3 separate regions of the Oryctolagus cuniculus genome follow, and all the other regions are linked to region 3. Evidence: chromatin contacts called from public Hi-C and Micro-C data. All regions are on one chromosome and are shown on one strand. Each heading gives the region's core, a stretch centred on a gene start, on an enhancer-like site or on the middle of the called end of the contact. The rest is flanking DNA. Distances are from core to core; before and after follow the strand shown.

The links. A called contact is a pair of places that touch in the nucleus more often than the background predicts.
Region 1: a contact with region 3 is called in a Micro-C map of ear pinna, with 5 times the contacts expected there. The contact joins the promoter of UBE2Q1 here to the promoter of PMVK in region 3. A contact is called at or near these places in 3 of 6 Hi-C or Micro-C datasets (ear pinna, embryonic fibroblasts and an unstated tissue).
Region 2: a contact with region 3 is called in a Hi-C map of an unstated tissue, with 5 times the contacts expected there. The contact joins the enhancer-like site here to the promoter of PMVK in region 3. A contact is called at or near these places in 2 of 6 Hi-C or Micro-C datasets (ear pinna and an unstated tissue).

Annotation. Positions count from the first base shown.
Region 1 is chr7:43,929,345-43,933,795 of mOryCun1.1, forward strand. UBE2Q1 (ubiquitin conjugating enzyme E2 Q1) reads left to right here and starts at 1,766. Exons shown (of 13, transcript XM_051858638.2): 1 at 1,766-2,248; 2 at 4,249-4,353. The coding sequence starts at 1,922.
Region 2 is chr7:43,988,007-43,992,446 of mOryCun1.1, forward strand. SHE (Src homology 2 domain containing E) reads left to right here. Exons shown (of 6, transcript XM_002715456.5): 6 at 793-2,489. The coding sequence ends at 979. Among named protein-coding and RNA genes, the nearest start is that of SHE, 20 kb to the left of the region's middle. Within about 2 kb of position 2,920, at least 2 of the 8 cell types and tissues checked have an H3K27ac peak or open chromatin away from gene starts, as enhancers often do.
Region 3 is chr7:43,569,834-43,574,385 of mOryCun1.1, forward strand. It overlaps PMVK (phosphomevalonate kinase), which reads left to right and starts at 3,062. Exons shown (of 5, transcript XM_002715454.5): 1 at 3,062-3,423. The coding sequence starts at 3,329.

The sequences.
Region 1 (4,451 bases), core at 516-3,015, 360 kb after region 3:
TTCGGAGCTCAGCGCCGCCTTCCCACACCCCCCCTCGCACCCCCACAGCTGCAATCAAGTGACTCCAGGAGACATCTGCACACTGTGCGCCTGTCTCATCACGTTGTTCTCTAACTAGATCCCTTATAAAATGTAGAATTCGAGCTCTTCCAAGTGGCTGCATTTGGGGGCTTCTTGGGGAAGGACTGGAGTCCAGCGACACGTGAACACCTCCTGAGACAGGCACAGGCAAGAGAGAGGGGTAACAGGGCGTGCACTTCGGAGCCGTGCCCAGGATCTCCGTTTACAAGCTACATATCCGCGGGCAGTCACTCCTTTTCCCCACTTGTAAAGCAGCGATAAAAATGCTTACTCTGCAATGGTGTTGGGAATTTTAGACATAGTTGCAGAATGCCTTGGCTCAGGAAGTGCCCAGTAAGTGAGAATCCTTACCATAGGCTTTATGCTACCAGCTCGCACACACAGGTAAAAAGCTGACATGCAAACGGGGTATACGGCCCCAGAAGGACCAGGAACGCTACCGCAGTCACTTTCAAATACCCAGGGCCCAATAGGGCCAAAGGGGGCCCTTCTGCGGATGCCCCAAACGTGCAGTCAGCATCCAAAAAAGGCTAAGCCCAGGGGGAAGGGGAAGGGGAAGGGGAAGGGGAAGGGGAAGGGGAAGGGGAAGGGGATGACTGGCTGAGTTGGACCAGAATTCAGCAGGCCCCACGGCAGGCTCACACACCTGCCCTTGGCAGACACCAGATCCGAATTTCTGGAACCTCGGCCAGCTTTGTCCTTTGTGATACCGCCACCTAGCGAGCGCTCGCGGACACTGCCGCCTACTCCCGGCGGCTGCCAGGTCCGCTGACCCACTGCAAGGTTTCAGCCACTTAGGCTTGGGTGGAGAAATGGGGGCTGCCCGGGCCTGCGCCTCCCTGTAACCGCTGGATTAACGAGTTTAGACTAGCGATGAGCTCCTTCCGTCCATCTTAGAGGAAGCCCCCTCACCACACTCGTCCAGACCCGTGGGGGTCTGAAAAGCTCAAAAGGTCAGCTACTGTCTGCCCCTCGCAGTCTCCTCGCAGCGACCCCCTGCGAGTGGCCAACGCGGGCGTGACCCGCATCAGAGCCGCCACTGTTTAGCTGAGGCAACAGGCTCGGCAGGAAGGCGGCTAACCCACGGTCACGCAGCCCATCAGCGACAGGACTGGTGCCAAACTCCAAGTCCCCCGGACCCCAGTCCCTGGCTGCTTCCCTGACCACACGCCCCTCGGGCTGGAGAGGGCAGGCCGTGGGGCCGAAGCTCGGGACGCTGCGTGGAAAACCGGCGTGGCTGCGCAAGACGAACATGCTGCCCACGCTAGCCCCGCACGTCTTTCTTCTCTGCCACCCGAACGCCCGGCACGCGCGCCTCGGCTCGGGGCGGAGGAAGAGGGGCCCAGCGCAGGAAACAGGGTCCCGCGCGGGTAGCCCCTGGGAGCACGCGGCGCCGGGTCACGTGAGAGGGGAGCGCCGGCGAAGGGCCGCCGCGTGCAGGCACGCACGGCATACGTAAGCACGCACGGGGTCGCTGGAAGCGGCGAGCCCGAAGCTCCGCGTCACATGTGCAGGGTGGCTGACGAGAACGAGGGGGCGGGAAAGTCGGGGCGATCACGTGGAGGAGGCCGGCGCAGGGAGGTCACGTGACGGGGGCCGGAGGCGGGGCCGCCGCGGAGGGGAGGAGGGGCGCGCGGCTTCCGGCGGCCGGGGGGGGGCCGCCCAGCGAGCGGAGGGGGGGGGGCCCTGTCCCGGAGGTGGCGGCGGCGCCATCTTGGCGAAGGGGGGATCAGGAAGTGCGGACCGCGGCGGCGGCGGCGGCGGCGGCGGCGGCGGCGGAGCCCGGAGCGGAGGCCGGAGGCTCCCGGCCCGCCGGCCCCGGAGCGGAGCGGAGCGGAGGATGCAGCAGCCGCAGCCGCAGGGGCAGCAGCAGCCGGGGCCGGGGCAGCAGCTGGGGGGCCAGGGGGCGGCGCCGGGGGCCGGGGGCGGCCCGGGAGGGGGGCCGGGGCCGGGGCCCTGCCTGAGGCGGGAGCTGAAGCTGCTCGAGTCCATCTTTCACCGCGGCCACGAGCGCTTCCGCATTGCCAGCGCCTGCCTGGACGAGCTGAGCTGCGAGTTCCTGCTGGCCGGGGCCGGAGGGGCCGGGGCCGCGGCCGCGCCCGGACCGCACCTCCCCTCCCGGGGGTCAGTGCCTGGGGATCCCGTCCGCATCCACTGCAACATCACGGTGAGGATCCTGTCGCGTGCGCCTCTCTGGGGGCCCCTCGGCAGGCACTCGGGATCACCACGTACAGCTCCTTGCCCTCGGAGGGCGCTCAGGCCGAAGCCCCGCGAGGCGCTTGGGTCCTCCTCTCCAGGTCACACTTGGTTTTCCCGCTTGAGGGTCTGCTGTGCACTTAGCATCTCTTCCGTTGACCCCGGATAGCAAGGGTCACCCCGACATATGGCACCTAGACTGCCCCTTTCCACGAACCCACTCGTACCCAAGCCTCGTGATGGTGGCTCCTTTGGCCACTTGTCCACAACTTTACCTTGCCACCAACGAATGCCCCTTTCTCCCGCGACTCCTGTGTCAAGCTTCCAGACCCGCGCCCTGGCCGCAGCTGGAAGGCCCTGGTCTGGAAGTCAGTGTGTTTCAGTGCTGCCCTTTGGCAATAGTTCCCTTGACTTAGGTCGGTGCCACCTGTGGGAGCCCTGCGCAGGCGTCCGTTAGGCAGCCCCTCTTTGCTCTCAGAATTTCACCCAGTGAGTGTGCTGGGCGCTAGCTCCTTCTCCCCTTTGGATTCCCTTTTATTGTGGTGTAACCTCTAACTCTCCTCTTGTCGCCCCGGCTGGCCGCAGGGCTGCCACTCACCTCCCAGTTCCCTGTGGAGGTGGCCAGGAGCCCTAGGTTGTTGCTTTGCCTGGTGCCCGTGTGATCCAGTGAGCTGGGGTCTCCCCCATCTATTCCTAGCAGTGACAAGTGGTGTTTCTCCCTCGTGAGCATCATTCCCTACTAGGCCTCCATGTCTCCTGTCCCCTTGCCCCCAGACCTGGAGGAGCAGGGGTGGTGTCTGATGTGTGGGGAGTGTGTGGTTCCACATGGCACAGCACCTGCGGCGAGCGGCTGGTGTCACCTGCTCTGATGGTCTCCAAGCCCAGAGCAGTGGCTGGGGAGCTGGGGGATGGTACCCACTCAGCAGACTGTGGATAGACACACTGGAGACTTCTGTAGTGCTTGGGGCCTACGTGCCCCTTAAACGCTTCTGTATCCTCAGTCCGACCGGGTCAAGGTTGAGCGAGGCAAGCCTGGCTCAGGTTGCGAGGTGCCCCACCAAAACTCATGCTTGCCTTCCGTTTCTCTCTTCTTCCTCCCACCCAAGAGTTACCGTTGAAAGACTGAGGTTTGCTTAGGTGAACTTGGAGTCTTCCATAATGACTTTCCTTCCAGCGTTAAGGATGCTGGAGGCTTCCTTGGCCTGTGTGGGAACCTCCAGCTTTAACTTTGTACTTGGAGTAAGTGTCTACTTCCTCAAGGTCTACCCATCCAGCAGCCCTTTGGCGACCGGCTACTCTGCCTGGCAGGAAGTTCGTGTAGGGGGTCACCAGCCAGACTCCCTGCAGTTCCCATTAAGGAGACTTGGCCCGAACTGGCCCCCTTGGTTCGGGCAGAAGGGGAGTCTGGTGAGGCTGCATTTGGCACAGTGGCTCAGGAATGCTGGGAATGTCAGCGGCGTAGGCCTCTTTCTCGCAGGCCGCCATGTGGAGCCCCACAGCCCCCGGCTGGACTGAGAAGGTGGCAGGTTCCCAAGGCAGGGGGGACGCGGTCTTTGAGGCGGCTCTGTTGGGGGGTGGGGGGGGCGATGGCTCCTGGCGCCTTTTTACTCCTGGGTTCTGCAGACCAGATCTAGTTCCCAGCTTCCTCTGTAGTGTGGTCTTCGCTCTGTTCACGCCGGTGTGACCGTGGTGCAGGGAGCCCTGCCTGCGTGCTCGTGGAGCGGAGAGGCGGAAGGGCCGGGGCGGGTCCTCCCGCTCCAGAGGAAGGAGCAGAGGTTTCAGGTGTCTTCGTGGATGGGTCCTGCTGGGGGCTGTGGTTGGGAAGCCACTGGGGGAGCCGCTGACCTGCCACGCTGAGTGGAGGTGAGGAAGCAGTGGCACTAGAGGCCTTGGGGGACAGAGGGCAGGCGGAAGCTGGCCTTTCCCGCAGTCGCCGTGTTGACCATTCTGCTCTTCCCCCCTCCCCCCCAGGAGTCGTACCCTGCTGTGCCCCCTATCTGGTCGGTGGAATCTGATGACCCTAACTTGGCTGCTGTCCTGGAGAGGCTGGTGGACATAAAGAAAGGGAATACTCTGGTGAGGGGCCCTGGGGTGGGGCCCGTGTCTCAAAGGCACCCTGTGGAAGGGGGCTGGCGTTAGGAAGTGGGCGGAAGAGCAGCCTGAACATTTTGGGG
Region 2 (4,440 bases), core at 1,670-4,169, 420 kb after region 3:
GCGTGTGTCATGGAAATTCTCGCTGCTCTGTGAGCGCGGTGCCACTGCATTGGAGGATCATTGTCAGGAGCCCTGACGGCGTTTCCTTCCTGAGGAAGCTGAGCCCCTGCCGCTGAGACAATCAGGCTGCAGGGCCGCTGGGGGCGGGGAGGGCGCCGAGCACCGCGAGCGAGCGGGCCGGCCCGGCAGCCTGACTGTCGGCGAGCGAGCGGGCCGGCCCGGCAGCCTGACGTCGGCGCCGGCGCTCAGATCTGGGAGCCTGCGGTGCCAGCCATCATTACACACAAGTGGGCAAAGTCTTTCTGCCCGGGAAGTGGAGGAGGAAGCAGTTTTAATTGTTATCACCACTGCTACTACCACCAGTAGTAGTAGTAGTAGCAGTAGCAGTAGCAGCAGCAGCAGTAGTAGTGGCGGCATTCATGGGTTGTTTTCTGGACACAAGGAGAAAGAAACCTCACCCGTCTTTCTGGCCGTGGTGAGAGAGTGGACGGCTGACGCCTCGCCTGTGCCGCCCCATGTCGGTGTAAGCACAGGTTCTGTAACTTGAGGGCTAGGCGGGAGTTGGCATTTCCCCGTCATCCTTGTGGCGCCGTACCTGATGGCTCGGGGCAGTCAGGACGCGCGCGATTGGGCTGCCCGACTTGTGAGCAGCAAGTCTCTGTGCAGTCCACTCCCAGAGGGGAGGAGACCCCTGGGCCCCCCAGGAATCTGGCCAGCATCGTGGCGGGGGCTGGTGGGGAGCTCCCGGGCTCGCTCACTCATGTGCCCTGCCTGATGTGTGCTTGGCCCCAGGACCAGTCAAGGCTGCGTGCACATCATCGTGGCCCAGACCAAGGAGAACAGATTCACCCTGGATCAGACCAGCGCCGTGTTCGGCAGCATCCCGGAGCTCGTGCGCTACTACTCCTCCGAGAAGCTGCCCTTCAAAGGCGCCGAGCACATGACCTTGCTCCACCCCGTGCACAACAAGCTGCACTAAGACTGGGCCGCCGTGAGCCCCAACCCGCTCATCCGGGGACAGGGCGGGGCTGGGAGGCCCCATGCACCTGTGGGAGAGGCTTGGACTGTGAGTCCATTCCACGCACTCGGTTCCTTACCTGCCCCTCTTCTCCCTGCCGCCTCCGCCTGCAGAGCGGGGCATGCTGTTTGGGCTGTGGCCCCCGGGAAAGGCAAGCAGAGAGTTCAGGAGCATCCAAGTCCTCCAGCAGCGCGCAGGCCGGTGGCTGCCTGGGATGCCTGGTGCCTAAGCAAAGCCGCAGGGCATCCACGTGGCTGCTGCGTGCCGTGGGGCCAGCGTTGGGCAGGGAGTCCTTTGTCCCCACGCGTCCCAGCTCAGCTCTGGAGCTCGTGAGAATGCGCTCCTTTTCCGTGAGCCTCTCTAAGGAAGTGGTGTCCCTGGTCTCAGCTGTCCTCGGCAGGCTTTCAGCAGGTCACCGACGGAAGCGGGAAGACGAAGGAAGACGCCGCAGAGTTAGCAGTCACCGGTGTACTGTGAAGAGCTGGCTTCATGATGGTAATAACAAATCATAAAATAAAATGCTCCCCCAAGGTTCCGTTTCTGATTTTTTAAAATCCTGAAAATTTATAAAGCTCAACCGCTATTTCCTTATTGGATGATTATATAGAAATTCTGATATCTGTTGCCTTTGTGCATTTTAGTTGCTATGCAATCATTTAAAATTGCTCTAAATTTAGATTTGCTTTGTATTTTTAGTAAATTTAAAGACAAGTGCAGCTCTGGGACCTGATTGTAGACCCTGGGTCTGCAGTGCAACCGGGATTGCTTGCTGCCGTGCACGCCAGCCTGGTCTGCACCGCCCAGGAGAACCTGGGAGGCCGAAGGCTTCTCCAGCTGTAGCCACTTAAGGTGTTGCGTTGGTCCGGAGTACTGGCATCTTGATGGCTTGTCACAGGCCTGCCATCCCCAGTCACCTACTGTGAAATACAGGCATGGCGGGACGGCTGAGCAGCGCCGTCGTTACAACAGGCAGGGGTGTGTGTGCGTGGGGTTGGTCCAGGTGGCAACGTGCTGTCACCCGAGGAAAGTTTACTTCCATAAGCTGCTTTTAAATACACACAGAAAGGTTGGCTTGGTCAATTTTAGGAAAATGTATGTTTCTAGCTACTATTGTTTGTTACCACTTAGACGTTAGTAAATTGTTGCTTTTCTGTTAAGATCTTAGCCACAGGGTTGTGTGATCTTTGATTTTTAAAAATTTGATACAGAACGTTCTGTGTTTAAGTACCGTTAGAATGTTTTAAACAAGCCTTGGTTTGTGTACTGTGCGAGGTGTTCTTTGAATTTTCCGTAGCGAGAGTTTCAGTCCATCCAACACATATTTATTCTGTTCTATATACAAATCATTCCTGTGTTAAACTTGTTTTAACCTTCCAAAAATGAAACCTTATTTTTTTTTGCTTAACCTTATTCTTCAAAGAAAATATAAGCAGTTATCCTCATTTTAATAAATGCTGAAAGCGTTGTTAGACTTCTCTTTGTGCACTGAATGATCGTTGGCCCACGCCCAGCGATTCTGATGAATGTGTAATGAAATCCCGTTCCGCAGGCAGCCTGAGCGTGAGTTACTGAGCTTCTGTCCCGTGCCCACGGCTCTGCTTCCTCTTCTGGTCTGTGACGCGCGTCTGTTTTCCGTACGCGGGGAAAGGCGGAAGGGATGTGGGGCTCATGTGTAGCCCGGGTGCTCCACAGCTGTCCTGGAGGTCATAGGAAGTGTGGCAGATTAGGGGAAGGCGGGGGGCGGTGGCGGGCTGCTGTTTTCTCCTTGAGGTTGTGACACAGGCCGACAAAACCAGGGGTTCCCAGCTGGGTGGTGGCACAAAGCACCATGTGTTCCAAGAGGAGTTCTGCCCAGCAGGGGTCCCGATGGCTTCCTTGCTAAGCCTCCGGCTGACCCACAGCCCTGAGCTGCCCCTGCTCTGAGTGCCTGGCCTTTTCTGTTTGTCTAGATGGGGATACTCTCCCCGTAGCCTTCGTTCTAAGCTCACATTGTCTCCCAAAATCTTTCCTGGCAAGAGTAATGTCTGTGAATGAACATGGGCCCTGCCTGTGTTCTTTCTCCCTTATCACCCTCCTTTAAAACACAAATGGCCTGCCCTGAGCCGCGGGTACGTTTGCTCCGCTGGTTACCCCGAGTCTGTTGGGATACACGAGACGCGTCTCGCAACTCTGGTGCCAAACCTGCTTTTATCGGCATGAATTTCAGCCACTGGAGTTGTGTGTCTGCAACATAGGAATGCAAAATGGTAAGTGCTGCCCTGTCTGCACTCCCTAGGGGCATAGGCAAAGTGCTTTTTAAAAAAAGATGTATCCATTCGAGAAAATCAGAGTTACAGAGAGAGATGGAGATCTTCATTCCGCTGGTTCACTCCCCAGATGGCTGCAATGCCAGAAGTGGGCTGGGCGGGAGCCAGGAGCTTCATCCAGTTCTTCCGTTTGGGTGCAGGAGCCCAAGTCCTTGGGCCCTCTTCCACTGCCTTCTCAGGCTTGTGAACAGGGAGCTGGGTCAGAAGTGGAGCAGCCAGGACACAGCCAACACCCTGTATGGGATGCTTAACCCATTACGTTACGCCACAGCATCTGTAAAGTGAGCCTGGGTCCTGCGCCTTGGAGCCACGGTCCTGTGCTGACTGTTCACTCAGCGGCCTGTGCCCAGGATGGCGGGGGAGGGGACAGCCCAGTGCCTGGGCAGGTGCAAAAGAGCCTGTAATTGTTCCTTGGATTGTTTAACGATGTCACTGCTCTGTCATTGACTGTCGTCATTGGATACAGCTGATGTTTAACACGGACGAGCTTTCCGTTCTGTGAAACACCCTTTTCCGTGGGAGGTTAATGCCCTGTCCTCCCTGGCGGTCCGGGGCAGTCTGGATTGCGTGTCACTTCTCTGCCTGGTTCTGGGGTGGAGCCTTCAGTGATGGCTCCCTTTCTGAGTTGTCCCTTTCTGATTTTCCACAACCGGCACTCGTGGGTCTCGTTAGATCTTTAGAGTCAATATTCTTGGTTCTTGTCTTCCAAATTCTACACCGTACTAATGTGGACCCAGAAAAGTAAGTGGGTGGGCAGTGGGCCTTGGCCCGGCCCCTTCGGACCGCCCCTGCCTACAAAGATGGTGTGTTGCTGCCATCTAATGGAGAGAGCAAGAAGTGCAGTCGGGGAAACAGCCGTACCTTTCCGGGTAGGGTTTCTAAAGGGTTTCTGACACGTCCACCACAGGGGGTACAAGCGATTGCCATCTTGCAGCGCATCCTCTCCTGCATCATCTATCAGGATGGGGCCCTGAGACACCGTCATCCCGAGGGCCCCGGGCTGCGGCGGAGCCGTGCGGTTTAGAAGCTCAAGTTGTATTTCAGTGAATTTGCTGGCAATGAAAACCGAGTGGGGGCGTTTCTTTGTCAGATTCTTAACCGTTGAGATACTTTGTC
Region 3 (4,552 bases), core at 1,812-4,311:
CTCCCATGTGGGTGGCAGGAATCCAAGTACTTGAGCCAGGGGTCTCCCAGGGTGTGTAATTAGCAGGAAGCTGGGTCGGAGTGCAGGGGCTGGGACTCAAAACCAGAAACTCCATGAAAATGGGATGCAGCTGTCCCAAGCAGCATCTTAACTGCTGTGCCACACGCTGGCCTCCAGCTTCCACTTCTCAGTGGCCTTGTACTTCTCTGTCTCCCATGAGCACGTGTGCCCTTTGAGAGCAGGTTCTGTTTTGCTCACCATCATGTCTATAGCAATAGCTGATCCATTTTAGATATTTAAATACACGTAGAATGAATGAGTGAATAAACAGACTTTCCTCCCCAGGTCCCCAAAGACTCAGCCTCCCCTTCTTCTCTTGCTCTGTCACTTTCCTTCCTTCCACCTCTCATCAGCTGGGCTCCATTGCCCCTGCAGCAGTGGTGGTCCCACGCAAGGGAACTGAATGGCAAATCCCATTCACGATTGCAAGCAGGTCAGCTGGGCGGCCGCTATGGGAAGAGCATGCAATCAGCAGCGTGGAGCTGAAGCAATCGCAGGTGGTGGTGGCCCTGAGCCTCGATGGATGCCATCAGGAGCTGCTGTGGGCCAGGCTTGCCTGGGGTGGGGGGATGACTTTGGCTCCCTGCTGCTCAGGGCTTCACCCCCTGGGCAGGGCTGAGGGGGCACCGACAAAGCCCAGCTGTCCTGTCTTCTGGGCTCTGCAGAGCTGGAAGAGCTGGGGCCCCTGCAGGTGCAAGCTGTCTCTGAGTGCGTTCATATCGTGAGCAAGCTTCCTTTGAAGAGGCCTGGAAACTCTCTTCTAGTGGCCAGCCCCTTCCATGGCCAGGAACTGTGTTCCTGAGTTCTGGGGCCCTCTCTGTTGTCCTGGGCCAGCCCCAGTTTCCTCCTACATCATCTTCCTGAATCACCATGAGGCAGTGGGGTCAGATACCCTGGGCTCCCAGGCTGAGTCCCCAAGGCCTCAGGCCACTACTGCCCCAGTTTATCTCTCTGGCCCTGTCCTATGCCCACCCACCCCGCCCCAGCTTTCCTGCCTTGCCATCAATCAGCCTCCAGCCTTCTAAGAGCGCCTCACAGGGGCACAGCCCTCAGCAGCTTCCCTGCTGTCTGCACAGTGCCGTTCCACGCTCCCCTTGGTTGTGGATGGCAGAGTGGGAGTCACATACTAATAACGAGTTTCAGGGGTTGGTGGTGGACTTGGGAGGGAAGCACTGTTTGGGGGAGTATTTGAGCAAGTGGCCAGGAAGGGTTGGGGGGTGAGTACATGAATTTGTCGGTTGAGCGGCTTCTGGGGATGACAAGGCCCAGGGTGTGTCCATGGGAGATGCATGAGGAGAGGAGGGAAAGGCTGCGAACAGTGCAGGCCAAGGAATCGGGCAGCAGGGAGGCGAAGGCCTGGCCCCCAACATAGTGAAGTCACTGAGGACGATGACAGCAACTGAGCGGGAAGGGGGCTGGGGGCCAGGGGCCAAGTCTCGGTCAAGCAGAATGAGACACCAGGATTGGGAGTGCAGCAGAGGGGAAGGGGGTGGTCCAGCCTGGGAGTCTTCCAGGAGCCAGAGCTCCCAAGAGGCAGGAGGAACGGAGGGAGGGAGGCAGACTCCACATCTGCACTTAGCCACAAGGCACAGAGCGAGGAGGGGCCAAAAGCCCCTGTTGCGCAGGGCAGTGGGGCCAATGGGGCTGAGCTGAGGCCGGTGGCAGGGAGGAAGTGTCCGAGCAGAGGCTAGCTTTCAGATCACTGCCTGGATTTCCAGGGGTCTTGCTTCCAGGGTGGGGGGTCTGGACCCCACAGGGAAGAGACCCTGGGAGCAAGTTCTGACTCAAGTCAGCAGGAAAGCGAGAGTGGAGCAAACCCTTTCCTTTCAGCCTCTGCTGGCAGAGCTGAGGGCTCGCCTTTCAGTGGCGTCCCAAACAGGCGTGGAAGACAAACCCCCTGTGGCATTACCACCTGTGAAACCACAAAGCGCCAAGTCCAAAGCAGTCTATTAGGACTGGATGACACTGCGGGACTTCAAGGCATCTAAGGGTATGTCATCACATATTTTCCTCTCTTCCTACGCAACCCTGCAAGATGGGCCATTATCAGGGTGAACTCAGAGTGGCCTGCTCAAGGCCACGTCCTTAAGAAGCATCAGGGCCGGGACACAAGCTCTCTGCCCTCTGCGCTGCCTTCTGAGTGCTCTGAAGAGGGCTGTGCTTTCTGAGTCGCTTGCAATCCTCGAAAGGCCTGCTGCCGCTCTCTGCGCTATCACGGAATGACTGCCTTCTCCCCACAGAGGCCTCCACGCTCCACCTCTCCTTACAGGACTTCCTAGCTGGTACGGTGGGGGCAGTGAGGAGGCCAGGCCCGCGAGTCACAGCTAAACTGAGCACAGCTCCGTTTGCTCAACTGGAGCAGAGGCAGAACTGGGGACTCAGGGAAGGAGCGGATCCCCACCTCTCATTCTGCCTCCCCAGCTCCTGGCTGGGCTCCGGGGGAAAACTCAAGTTATCTCGTCCAGGGGTGGCTTCCAAGCGCCTACACTATCGCTGTCACTCCCTCTCTGGCTTCCGAAAACCCCTGGACGGAAGAAGGGCTTCTCGCTGGGCTGAAAGCGCCAAACTGCAGCAGCGCCTCCAGTTATCAAACCTGTTCCACAATGAAACCGCGTGCGTCCCACGACCCCCCCCCCGGCGTGACGTCACCAGACCTAGCCCGGTGGTGTCACCGTCTCGCTACCTCTCCAGAACAACCCATTTTCACTGCGGGGAAAATGAGGATTTGCCTTGGCACAGGCATTAAGATATACAAACACGAAGGCAGTTTGAAAAACGTCTTTGACGTTTTACTCTCTGTCATTTTTCCCATAATGTTTTTAGGGCCGTGTGTAAGGGAATGTGAGGTTCATCCCAGGAAATATTAACGTGTAACCCCTCTCGGAGGAAAGTAGTCGCGTCCGGTCCGCCCGGGAGTGGGCGAGGTGGGCGGGGCCGTGACGCACGGCGTTGGGCGGAGCTGGACTCTTCCACGTGAGTCCGGGCAGGGGAGCTGCTCTACGGGGCAAGGCGGTAGTGGGAATGAACATTTGTCTCCGGGTCTCTCTCGTCCTTTCCCTCCATATTTGTCTAGACATGAGTGAAAGCCCATAGAAGCACAGTTGCGGGCTGCCCGCCCTTTCCATAGCCATGAAGAAGGAGAGCGGGCGGAATCCCTTCGGCTGCAGCTTCAACCTGGTGGTCGCGTCCATTTCGCGCACCGGGGCGGGGGGGCGACCTTAGGAGGTAGGGGAGGCGTAGGCTTTAGGGATCCCAGAGTGGTGGCCCCATGGCCCCGCTGGGAGGCGCCCCTCGGCTGGTGCTGCTGTTCAGCGGGAAGAGGAAATCCGGGAAGGACTTCGTGACCGAGGCTCTGCAGAGCAGGTGTCCGTGGGTTGGGGGAGGAGGAGGAGGAAGGGAAGCCCTCTACATCACGTGACACGAGGGGTGTGTTTGGAACTGAGGTGGTGGTGGGGTCCTGCGGGTCAGGGCAGGAAGATCACTGGGGAAAGGGGGAGAGGGGAAGATTGCCTTTGTGACAGCCAGTGGTCTACACACCCATCCCTAAAAGCAGGCGACCACCTTTCCAAAACCCTTAAGCTGTAGATTTCGAATTGCCTTAAGAAGCCCGAATGACAGTTACTGGCAAGGCGTTGTCTATGCGCTGTAGGGTTCCTGATTCTCACTGCACTGTTGCAGGATAACTGTCACAGATGGGGAAACTGAGGCTCAGGTAGGGGATTCACCTGCAACCCCTTCCCAAGTGTGTCTGATTCCCAGGGCAGGATCCTTGTCCAGGACGACGCCTAACAGTTGGGGTGTATTGAGCCTTTATTACTTGCCTGGTGTTGTGTGTATATATAAATATATATATATTTAAATGTTTATTTATTTGAAAGAGTTACACAGAGAGAAGGAGAGGCAGAGAGAGAGAGAGAGAGAGGTCTTCTATCCAATGGTTCACTCCCCAATTGGCTTCAACAGCTGGAGCTGCACCTATCTGAAGCCAGGAGCTAGGAGCTTCTTCTGGGTCTCCCACGCGGATGCAGGGGCCCAAGGACTTGGGCCATCCTCTACTGCTTTCCCAGGCCATAGCAGAGAGCTGGATCGGAAGTGAAGCAGCTGGGACTCGAACTGGTGCCTATATGGGATGCCGGCACTGCAGTCGGCGGCTTTACCTGCTACGCCACAGCGCTAGCCCCTCTGTGCATATATTATGTTACCTCTTTGTTAGGTGCAGTGTGGTATTGTTAACAATTCCACTTCACAGATGAAGAAAGCCAGCCTCTGAAATGGTAAACAACAAATGGAGACTGGTGCTGTAGTGCAGTGAGTTAAGCTGCCACCTGCAATATGGGCACCAGTTGGAGTCCTATCTGCTCCACTTCTGATCCAGCTCCCTGCTGATGAGCCTGGGAAAGCAGTGGAGGATGGCCCAGGTCCCTGGGACCCTTCCACCCACGTGGGAGACCGATGAAGCATCTGGCTCCTGGCTTCAGCCTGGCCCAGCCCC